2 separate regions of the Mus musculus genome follow, and region 2 is linked to region 1. A link is a contact called in public Hi-C data. All regions are on one chromosome and are shown on one strand. Each heading gives the region's core, a stretch centred on a gene start, on an enhancer-like site or on the middle of the called end of the contact. The rest is flanking DNA. Distances are from core to core; before and after follow the strand shown.

The links. Hi-C and Micro-C count contacts between places; a contact is called where the count stands out from the background.
Region 2: a contact with region 1 is called in a Hi-C map of uterus, with 4 times the contacts expected there. The contact joins the enhancer-like site here to the promoter of Cxadr in region 1. A contact is called at or near these places in 3 of 484 Hi-C or Micro-C datasets (cortical neurons, liver and uterus) and 1 of 115 datasets of contacts at active chromatin or transcription factors (embryonic stem cells).

What each region holds. Positions count from the first base shown.
Region 1 is chr16:78,298,051-78,304,048 of GRCm38.p6, reverse strand. Cxadr (coxsackie virus and adenovirus receptor) reads right to left here and starts at 2,378. Exons shown (of 7, transcript NM_001025192.3): 1 at 2,175-2,378. The coding sequence starts at 2,217.
Region 2 is chr16:78,448,943-78,454,940 of GRCm38.p6, reverse strand. No RefSeq gene overlaps it. Among named protein-coding and RNA genes, the nearest start is that of Gm25038, 28 kb to the right of the region's middle. Within about 2 kb of position 3,395, at least 29 of the 459 cell types and tissues checked have an H3K27ac peak or open chromatin away from gene starts, as enhancers often do. A contact at or near this core is called in uterus, where this site is marked.

The sequences.
Region 1 (5,998 bases), core at 1,129-3,628:
ACCAGCCTTGGAAAGAACACGAGCCATTAGGAAATGTACCACTTACACATACAGCAGGGGATGTGTGTAGCTCAGTCAGGAGAGTGGTTGAACTGAGCTCCTAATACTAGCCCAGGAAAGAGGACGAGGACCAAGTGTTCAAGGTCATGTTCAAGGTCATGCTCCAACATAAGCTGGAGGTCAGACATACTGGCAAAGCGGGGGCAGGGGCACATGCTTAGTGACTGTTTAACCAAAGGCTTAATTTTACTACTGTATCTTATAGCCTCCACTGCTATTCCCAATCCTATGACTTTGAACTACAGAGGCAATAACTATACCTCCAGAGTCCCATCCGCATCCAGGACATCCTATCAAACTCTTTAGAACTTGCAAAGACAGTCTACAGCAGTGCAGTGTTTAATGAGTAAACCTTATTTTGCAAATAGAAGAGTCAGTGGGTATGAGCACGAAATTTCTCACCACTACACTAAGAGTCAGATCTACAAAAATTATCAAAGTCATACATCAATAAGTTTCTGAGGTCTTTGGAACTTGGGTTTAGCATTTATTTTATTTGTTGGTTGATTGGTTGGTTGGGGGCTGGGGGTCAGTGTCAGCTGAGAAATTTGAGTTCTGAGGCAGAAAAACGGGAGTTGAAAAGAGTTGTCCTGTTTAGACAAAAAAACATCTGTCCTTCGAGAGTGTGCTCACATACATTATATGAATGAAGAGCTAGGTATATTAAAATAGCCTTAATGGAAAGAGTGACCACCAGAGAGGTATTTCAGAAGAGGAAGAGGGGGAAAAAGCATTACTTCATAAGAAAGAAAAAAGAGGAAGATAGTTCCCTGCATCCTCTTCATTCCTCCAATTTCTGCTTTGGATGTATTCAACTTCGGTTTGTTTTACCAAACAAAGGTGGGATTCACCGAGCAGACTGGTTCAACGACCCTTCCTGTTTTTCACAAGATTTAATTTCGAAATTTCAGCCAAGCCTAAAAGATCTGTATCCAAAAAAAAAGGTGGAGGTGGAGGCGGTGTGGTAGCCTCAGCTCCACAGATTAGACTTGTTAATAGAATGTTGATCCCATGAGTAATGTCCACAGCTGTGGCATCCAACAATGGAATTAACATTTCAGCAGGAAGCAGAGAGAGCCATCCCAGTAGAGCTGAGGCAGATCCAACAACCTTCCCAACTCCCGCAATCCTAAGCAATCCTCTTCGGAGGCTACGGTGTGTGTGCGCGTGCGTGCTTCCCAGAGTTGAACGTGTAAATCTTTTACATGACTCACTTGGCTCGAAAATTCCTCCAATTGCTTAGTATTAGGAAATGAGACCGACTTGTTAAAAACACACTTAGAAAAAGATTAATTTCTAAGTGCTAGAATGCGTATGCGTCCTGGGGTCCAGGCATTTTTTTTTTAATGCCTTATTTCCTGAAAGAGACGCTCTGCAGCTGAAAGATGTACTGGGCGATTTCTACCACCACACGCCTCACCACCTGAACGTCAATCATCATACAAAAAAAAAAAAAAAAAATCAACTTATTACAAACCCGGGCTAACTCCTCCCCAACAGCGATTTCAGACCTTCGGCTCCTAATACCTCGTCTCGGAGCTGCTGGGTCGAGCTAGCCTGTTCTTTGAGACTAAAAACCAGCAGCTTCGGTGCTTCTTTCCTAAAGGTAGCCAGGGCGACTGACACCGAACGGCTCAGTCTTCTCTCAAATAATGGCGTTGGTAATTCAGCCTCCCCGGCTTGGACTACCCGATACCTAAAAACTCGCAGCCCGGAGCTTGGAAATCGGGGAAGGCTGGCGGCACACAACACCCAGGCAGACGCGGGAAACAGACAAGGGCAGATAAAGCCAAATGGTCCCCAGGGTAAGCTGCCCTGGAGGCGCGCCCCACACGCCCCTGGGCGAGCCTCCGCCACCGCCACCGGACGATCGGGTCCCCGCTCCGCTGCCTCCCAGACGCCTCACGCCCCCTGCGCCGCTCCCGGGGACCGATGCATTCTCCGGGCTGGCGCGCGTGGTCCGGGGCAGATCACCCTGTGCATGGGTGCCCATCCGCCACTACCACGGCAGCGCCCCCCAAATTGAGCCGCCCCCTCCCCCCACGCCCCATTGTTCCCGGGAGGCCGCGAGCTGGGAGCGCAAGCGACTGGGACGGAGAGGTGCCGCAACTCACCCGCGATCCCGCACAAGAGCACGAAGCACAGTAGGCGCGCCATGGTAGCTGCCGGCCGGGTCGTGGCTTGCAGGTAAACGATCTCGGCTGGGAGCCCTGGTTTTCCCAGAGCCTGGTACACTCCCGACTGGCTCCCGGCGGTGGCAGCAGCGAAGGCACCTCTGCGCCCCGCCCCAGCTCGGCAGGTGAACGCGTCACTTCCGGCAGCACCCGGGAGCCCCTAAGCAAGAGCCCACAGTGTTGGCGCCCTGGGGTTGCCATGGAAACTGGGATCAGCCCGCGTCCCACCCCCCCTCCCCACCCCCACTCCCCTCTAAGGAACCTTCCAGTCCCAGCGGTCTTGCGCGCTGTACACCTGCTTGCGCTAGCAGCCACCTCCAGCTCTCCCGACTCCTGGTTAAATCGCTTTGTGAGCTGGGAAGCAGCGAGCCAGTCTCACTGCTGAAACAGTCACGCCCTCCTCCCCAGAGCCCAGCTCCAGGCCGGAATTGCTCCCTCTCCCTAAACCTTGAGCTAGGTTTCTTTCGACACACCACTAGCCAGCAGTCACCGCATCCTGTGGTCAGGGGTGGGGACCTCCTGGCACCCGTGTTTCCAAGGGCGATCAGAGAGCCCCGCCAATATCTTGCCTTCTTTTTGAATGGCTAGGTTCCTATTGAAGGCTCAGGAGAGGCTTTTCTTCCGCCCCTGTATACACTAGACCTATAAATTGAGGCGGCAGGTTTAACAAATACTTGGGGCTTTTCTCCTCCTTGCGATTATGAGTCGTTCCAGCCCTGAAGTTAGCCCACAGGGACAAAAGAACTTTAAAAGTGGGACCGGTTGGGGATGGCTAAGTGAACGGGAGTGGCTCTTGGAAATTAGGAATTTGAAAAGCCAGTGCAATCCCGCCCTGCAGCTCTCCCAAGCTGTTATCCTCAGACTTGCCTTTGCTAACTATTCTTGGTTGCTCTTCCCAGATTTTTTTTTTAACTGTTAGAAATGTTGAAATTCACAAGAGCCCCATATTAGGAGGTAGAAAACAGAAGAAACCAGCGTAATGGCCAAGAGTTAGGGGTCTTGGTGGGCAAGTTATTTAGAAGTGAAAGTGAAATCGTGCATTAAAAAAAAAAATGCTTGGTAGGTCCAGAGATGGCTCAACAGTTAAGAGCAATGGCTGCTCATCCACAGGTCCCGAGTTCAACTCCCAGCAACCACATAGTGGCTGGCTCACAACCATCTGTAATGGGATCAAGTACCCTCTTCTGGTATATCTGAAGACAGCGACAGTGTATTCAAATATATAAAAATAAATAAATCTTTTTTAAAAAATGCTTGCCCCCCCCCCCACAGAGCACATAGTGCTCAGCAAGTAGGGACTAATAAAGGAATATTGGGAATGCCTTGTTGCTTGTTGAACCAGAGAAAAGAGAGAAGGCAGGTGTAGGGGGTGATAGGGATGTCCCCACAGGCTCATATATTTAAATGCTTAATCACTATTTGGAAGGATTAGAAGGATTGGGTACTGCAGCCTTTTGGAGTAGGTGTGGCCTTGTTGGAGGAGGTGAATCCCTGGGGGCAGGCTTAGAGGTTTCAAAACACCCATAAGATCCTGGCTCTCTCTTGCCTCTTCCCACCTCCTCTCCTTTCCGATCAAGATGAGGCTCTCAGCTTCATCTGCCTCATACCTGCATCATTGCCTGTCTGCATGCTCCCTGCATGATAATTATGGACTGAAAACGGTAGGCAAGTCTCCAATTAAATGCCCTATTTTGTAAGAGCTGCCTTTGCCGTGGTGTCTATTCATAGTAACAGAACAATAACTGGGACAGAAGAATAACCAGACTTAAGGCTACAGGCTCCTACGGGGGAGGGAAAAGAGTAGAGTCCAAGCAGAGGTGCGCTACCCTGCTAAAGAGCTTAAAGCGTTGGCTAATTCAGTCAAGCAGAAGCCTGGGAATGGACTTTAAGGGGGTGAGACAATGGTAGAAAGAACATAAAACTGGATTAGGCTGAGTTTACTGACATGGGTGCACTGAATGGAGAGTCTAGGTTTAGTATGGAAGCTTGCACAGTCAACAAGGATGCCAGACGTCTGACTAGTTGGCTGAGGCATTTGTTCAGATGCTAAAAGATGGCCTACTAAAAAGGAGTTGGAGATGCCCGATATCCGTTGGCTTAATGTTGATGAAGGGATTTTAAGGTTCAGGGAAATGGCAATACTAGAGTGTGTGACCTTGTAAAAACCCAATCTCCCACAGGGGGAAGGTCCAGAAGACGTGCCCTTCAGTAACCCTTTAAACTACAGAACTGTGAGAGGGGCACCAGCAGATCTGAAGGGCTTTGTTGTCAACCTTAGGGTTGAGACACACAGGGCTGCTCAGTTCGATGAATTAAATGCAATGGGTTTAAATTAGGCTTTGAGGTAACGGAGTCCAAGTGGCAACACTGACTTCCCAGAAGCAATGTGGCCTTAGTCAGGCAGCATTGACAGATCAATGTCCAGAATGGCCTGACCCATAATGGTCAGCACAGGGTCCATTAGATACTGGTTCCGAAAGACCCCCCCCCCCCAAAAAAAACTATTATGGCCCTCCAATTAAATTAAGAGTTTAGGAAGATCTAATGGAGTTTTTGGAGAAGTCTTACTCATAGATAGGTCCAGTGGGTCATCCTGTGGTTATTTCCCCAGGATATATAATTGGAATGAATATACTTAGAAGTCAGAATACTCACATTGGTTTCCTGACCAGTGAAAGGAGGGCTATTGTGGTTGGAAAGGCTAAATGGAAGCCTTTAGAGTTGCCTCTGCCAGGGAAAACAGTGAATCAAAAAACAATACTTTGTTCCAGGAGAAACTGTAAAAATTAGCAGTTGAAAGATGCAAGGGTAATGGTTTATACCCTACCTCCTTTTAATGCGCTGATCTGGCCAGTGCAGAGAGAATGGGTTGGCTGGATATCAGGGACTTGGAAAGAGTACGATTGGAAAACTAGTGAGAAAGACACCTGGAGAAGAAGTAGGTGGATAGATCTCTCCAAATGGGCAAAGGATGTGAAGAGACTGTGTCCCATGTAAATGCGACTTCAAAAGGTGACTTCAGCTGAAGAGTTTAAGAAGCGAGAAGACAGAATAGCCCCTTCTGTAGACAGTCAGCCTCTTTGCCCAGCCATTCTTGTCATTGCCCAACGGACCCATGAACAATGGGGCCGTGATGGCAGAGACAGAGATTATGTGTATGCTCAACAGCACAGACTTCTACTCACCAAGGCTGACCTGGCTACAGCTATTGCTGCGTGCCACTTCTGCCAACAGCAAAGACCAACACTGAGCCCCAGATATAGCACCGTTCCCTGGGGTGACCAGCCAGTGAACTGGTGGTAGGATGGACCACTTCCTCCATGGAAAGGACAATTCTTTGTCATTACTGGAGTAGGTACTTATTCTTCTTATAGATTTGCCTTTGCTGCATATAACACTTCTGCCAAAACCACCATCCGTGGACTTACAGAATGCCTTAGTCACTGATCATGGAATCCACTTGTCTTACTATATTCCCCACCATCTTGAAGCAGCTGGCATGATAGAAAGAGAAAATGGCCTTTTGAAGATATAATTACAGCCCCAATTAGGTGACATCATTCTAGAGGTCTGGGACAAGGGTCTCCAAAAGGTTGTATATGCTTTGAGTCCGTGTCCAAATCATATATGGTATGTTTTCTCCAAGAGTCAGCTGTCTTAGTTAGGGTTTTACTGCTGTGCACACCACGACCAAGGAAACTCAGTGACACACCTATTCCAACAAGGCCACACCTTCCAATAGTGCCACTCCCTGTGCTGAACAT
Region 2 (5,998 bases), core at 2,146-4,645, 150 kb before region 1:
CGAACGAAGCTAGCCTGGTATCTGTTTCATTAAACACCGTTTTTAATGGAAGGCAAGCATGTGGGTACCCACTCATTAGCACACACTGGCAAAGTTGAGTAGGCAGAGGCAGATGGGAGACCATCTATCCCACAAAGCCAGAAGCTATGTCCTACCTGGCTTGTTATGGTTGGTTCACGTGTGGTTTGTCAACAAGGTTCATAGGCTGGGAGCCTGGTCCCTCACGTAGTAGTGATGGCACCTGATGAGCCCTTAGGTTGCGGAGCCTAGCAGCAGGCATTCAGTCACAGAGGCAGTTCCCACAGAGACAATGGAGGCTATTCTCACAGAACTCTGAGTTCTCGCGAGAACAAGTTACTTTAAAGTAAGCCTGACGCTAAAACACTGCCTACCTTCCCGTCTGGTGAAATAATTCCATTCCCTTGTTCCGTGTTGATGCTATGTACCATTAGGGCCTCACCAGAGACCTAGCCAATGGGGTTTCGAAGTTCTCACCTAAAAATCCATTTCTTTTTCTGAAGTAGCCGAAGTCAGGTATTTTGTTATAATACACATATACTGGCTGGTTTTGTGTGTCAACTTGACACAAGCTGGAGTTATCATAGAGAAAGGAGCCTCCCTTGAGGAAATGCCTCCATGAGATCCAACTGTCAAGCATTTTCTCAATTAGTGATCAAGGGGGAAAGGCCCATTGTGGGTGGGACCATCTCTGGGCTGGTAGTCTTGGGTTCTATAAGAGAGCAGGCTGAGCAAGCCAGGGGAGGCAAGCCAGTAAAGAACATCCCTCCATGGCCTTTGCATCAGCTCCTGCTTCCTGACCTGCTTGAGTTCCAGTCCTGACTTCCTTTGGTGATGAACAGCAGTATGGAAATGTAAGCTGAATAAACCCTTTCCTCCCCAACTTGCTTCTTGGCCATGATGTTTTGTTCAGGAATAGAAACCCTGACTAACACAACACACAATTCAGGAATTCATAACTCTTTACAAAAAAAAAAGTTTGTCCACCTTTGGATAAAAGAAATACTAGTAGGAAATACATATGACTTTTTTTTTCTACTAAAAAGCATCACATATCCTTCTAGGATCAGCCCACACGTGATATGCTGTATCATACTCTATTTTTTTTCTAAGTTCACTTACCTTTGATCTTCTGCTTTAGGTAACAATATACAAATTCTTTGATGTTCTTACTGGTGATTAAAGCAGCAGAACGAAGGCCTGAAATGATCTATCAGTAAGAGCAAAAGAGCAGAATGACCATGATTGATGTGATGGAAACATTTTTACAAGGACTCTCCACTGGGTGAAGAGCTACAGACAATCATGGCTGCTGAGGAAGGGGGAAGGAAGCCCCTTGAATATCCAATGTCAAGTGGACAAGTGGACACACATGCACACAAGTAATACTAACTGAGCCCAATAGGAGGTGTGTGTGTGTGTGTGTGAGAGAGAGAGAGAGAGAGCATGTGTTTGTATATCTGTGTCTGTATCTGTGTGTTTGTGTGTGAGCATGTATGTGTGTGTGTGTGTGAGAGAGAGAGAGAGCATGTGTCTCTGTATATCTGTGTCTGCATCTGTGTGTGTGAGTATGTGTATGTGAGAGTATGTGTGTATATGTGTGCGTGTGTGTGTGTGTGTGTGTGTGTGTGTGAGACACAGAGAGAGAGAGCATGTGTCTGTATATCTGTGTCTGCATCTGTGTGTGTGTCTATGTGTGTGAGTGTGCATGTCTATGTCTATGAGTCTGTCTGAATGTGTGTTTGTCTATGTGAGTATATGTGTTTGAGTGTGTTCATGTAGGTGTCTGTGAGTGTGAGTGTGTGTGTGTGAGCGTATGTTTGTGAAACAATTGTAATTATCCAAGAAGAGGTCATGACTCCTAGAGAAAGTGAGAGGGGCACAAGAGGCTGATGGGGTAGATATTACACAAACAAAGCATACCCCTGTAAGCGCTCAAGAGTAAAAGTTAAAGGCCATTACTTAATATATAACAAATCTCCTATTTACCTGTGTGAGAAAGTAACATGAAGATTATTTGAATATGTCAATTTGGTATAATTTTCTGTATAGTTCGTAATCTTTAAGTATTTTCCTGTCTGCTAAGATAAACCTTAGTTTCAACAGTCTGCAATTTGCATTTCAAGTAACAAAAGGAAACCACTTGTTTTCTTAATGTTTGCCAAGACACCTTGCTCACTGGTGGCAGTGAATAATATGTATCTAAAAATAAAACATGTGTGTGTATATCATAATACATAAATGATACTTCAATGTAAAGGATACTTTGTGTGGCTTGTTTACTAATGTGCAAATCTCATATTCTTTTCAAGTGCCGTAAACGTGACAAAAGAAACTCTTTTAGATTTGATGTTTAGGTGCTGCGTAAGCGCTTGCTGCTCCCAGTCCTTTGACGGCTTTGACTGTCGATTCGCTGATCTTGAAAGAACTAATGCGCCCTCTTGTGGTAGACTACTGTAGTGACTGTCTTTTCCATAACTAGTTTTAGTTAGGGAGCTATTTTAGGCAAGTTGTTTCACCCGACACCAATAATCTCCTCTGTGGTGAACTCGTATGGAATAAAGTGTATTGGAACTTCCTGGATAAACTTCTAAAGTCACCCTGGGCAATTATGAAATTTGATTACCACTGTCTCACACCCATCCTAAATTTCTAAGAACAGCATAAAATCTAACATTCATTTTTTTTCAGTCTCCAGAACCACTTTTTAGAATATAAAGTATAAATTTATCACTTTCTTGTGTATTGGAAGTTATTTTTAAAACATGTACCATCACTGCTTTCCAATATGAGGATGTTGATTCACAAATAAGCATAAATAATTTTGTCCTGGACATAGGAAAATTCTCCCAGGTACGAAAGGGCTTTGTGAGAGTCAAGTCTACCCTCCAGTCTCTGGCGGCCTCTTCTGCAGAGGAGCTTCGGGCACTTGTGTTGGCAGCAGACCTTGTGACACTCGACATTAGATATTGCATAGCACAAGAGTCAGTTTGTCCCTCAAGTATATCTTGGCACTTGGAACCCACACTACCAGTGGTGGTTCTGTGGACGCGGCACGGGTCGCTTCTCTTATGTGACTCTGGGTCTATACTACACTCTTTTTCCATAGTATTTATCCAGGTTTGTGAGTCCAGACTGCTTTGTTTGTTTGTTTTGATTTTTTTACATACACAAGTATACACTATACTTAGTAGTGATGTAGTTTAGAAAATGGTTTGCTTAGAAAATTTCACTGGAGGCACTTTCCAGTTTTCCCTTGCCAATCTCTGACGTGAGTCACAGAGGCCGAGGTCCTTCTCTCTGGGACGGTCAGGGGCTGGTTCTTCCTCTTCAGCAGGCCACAGACCTTCAAAGGCTGCCCCGCCCCTTCCCTGTTCCCAGGATCGGTTCCAAGGATCTGATCCGTCACAAGGAAGGAGGGCAAGCCACAAAAGAGGAGCCGAGAGGAATCTGGACAGGCTACTCAGGGTTTCCTCCCACATTTCGGATCGCTACCGGGTCAGTTTGTCCAGTCGCATTTCTAAGCAGTTCTTCACGCCTGAACAACCTCAAGCATAAAAAGCTTTCCTATAAGAGAGGAGGAGTGACTGGGAGGGAGGACTAGGAGGAGTGGGTGGGGAGAACTAGAAGGAGTGGATGGGGGAAGACTAGGAGGAAAAGATGGGGAGGACTAGGAGGAGTGTATGGGGAGGACTAGGAGGAGAGGATGGGGAGGATTAGGAGAAGTGGATGGGGAGATCTAGGAGGAGTAGATAGGGAGGGCTAGGAGAAGTGGATGGGGAGGACTAGGAGAAGAGGATAGGGAGGACTAGGAGGAGAAGATGGGGAGGACTAGGAGGAGTGGATGGGGAGGATTAGGAGGAGTGAATGGGGAGGACTAGGAGGAGAGGATGGGGAGGATTAGGAGGAGTGAATGGGGAGGACTAGGAGGAGAGGATGGGGAGGATTAGGAGGAGTGAATGAGGAGGACTAGGAGGAGAGGATGGGGAGGACTAGGAGAAGTGGATGGGGAGGACTAGGAGGAGTGGATGGGGAGGACTAGGAGGAGAGGATGGGGAGGACTAGGAGAAGTGAATGGGGAGGACTAGGAGGAGTGGATGGGGAGGACTAGAAGGAGTGGATGGGGAGGACTAGGAGAAGAGGATGGGGAGGACTAGGAGAAGTGGATGGGGAGGTCTAGGAGGAGTGGATGGGAGGACTAGGAGGAGTGGATGGGAGGGAGGAGACTGGGAGGAGAGGAGGAAGGAGAACTGTGGCCAGAGTATAATATATAAGAGAAGAATAAACTTAAAATTTTTTAAATAATTAAAAGGAAGACACTTGACATGGACCTGTGGCCTCACAGAACACACACACACAAGCACACACACACATCCATAAACAATACACTTATTTTTAAAAAGTCAGGGATGCTAGCACATATTTGTGATTCCTGAACTGGGCAGAAGCAAACAGAACCATCTCTGGAGCTCCCTGGCCAATCTCCATAGCCTAATCAGTGAGTCCTAGGTCCCAATGAGAAATCCCACATCAAGAAAGAAAGTGGCCAGCTTGTGAAGGATGCTCAGTATCTCCACACAAATGTGCACACGCACACATGTAAACATGCATGCACTAAACACAAAGTTCTTCTTGAGTCTTTGGGTTCTCCTTCCTGCAGTCTTCGATAGCATGTACAACTATTCAAATATGTTTGCTGTGTTCTACCTTTGATAACTCACCATTGGTTGTAGGATTATGACAGGTAATGATGTCACTGCAGCCTTGGCCATTATGCCATCCTACATGGGATTTCTTCTACAACTTACTTTAAAGTCTCTCAGATTTAATTCCTCATCGGTAAAAAGGAGATACTAAAAACCACCTGTAACTGTCATGAGGATCGAGTACAATTTCAAAGTTAAGTATCTAGCATGACACAGAACAGGCAGAAAAAAGTTTGATAGGTTAAGATCAGTATTACTTCTAGATCTTATAAATATCTTCTAGCATGCCATTCTCTCTATGACCCTCCGACCCCTTTCACTTTTCTGGTCTACTTTTTGTCTGTTTTACTGATTTATTGTGCTTGGTTTGCTTGCTGTGTGGCAATGGAAATGAGAGATTTTAGGGTATAGAATTTTGTTTCAGAATCTATTTTTTTAAGACTTCTCTTTAACTATTTGTACGTTAAACATATAGGGATCGGGTGTGGGGAAGAATGGAGAGAAAAAGAGTATGGGGAGAGATAAAGGGAATTGGAAGGCATTTGGGGTGCGAGGGATATGGAAACCTAGTGCAGTAGGGACTCCTGGGATTCTACAAGGGTGACCCCATCCAGGACTCCTAGAAATGGAGGCGTCAGAGCTTGAACCCGCCATGCCATCCTCTGTAACCAGACAAGATTTCCATTGGAACGCAAACCAAATCACAAAACCATCAACCTACAACCAGTCCTGACTGCAAGAAGAGCTGGGCCTCAGGACTGTGGGAGTGGCCAATCAGGGTTTGTGGGAGTGGCCAACCATAGCTGATCTAACTTGAGCCCCATACCGCTAGAGGCAGCCCATACCTGACCCTGCCCTGGTATCCAGGAACCTGAAGCCAGATGGTTCTGAGACCTAGGGTAGAACCAAAAAAAAAAAAAAAAAAAAAAAAGGCAATGTGTTGGGAGCCGCCCCCACATTCGCCGTCACAAGATGGCGCTGACATCCTGTGTTCTAAGTGGTAAACAAATAATCTGCGCATGTGCCAAGGGTATTTTACCACTACTTGTACTCTGCCTTTCCCGTGAACGTCAGCTCGGCCATGGGCTGCAGCCAATCAGGGAGTGATGCGTCCTAAGCGAAGGATAACTCCTCCTTAAAGGGGACGGGGTTTTCCGCCATTCTCTCTCTGGCTCTGGCGCCTGCTCGCTTGCTCCTAAAGATGTAAACAATAGAGCGCGCTCTGCGCTTTGGCGCGCCGGAGCTCTGGCTCCTAAAGATGTAATTGGGGTGGC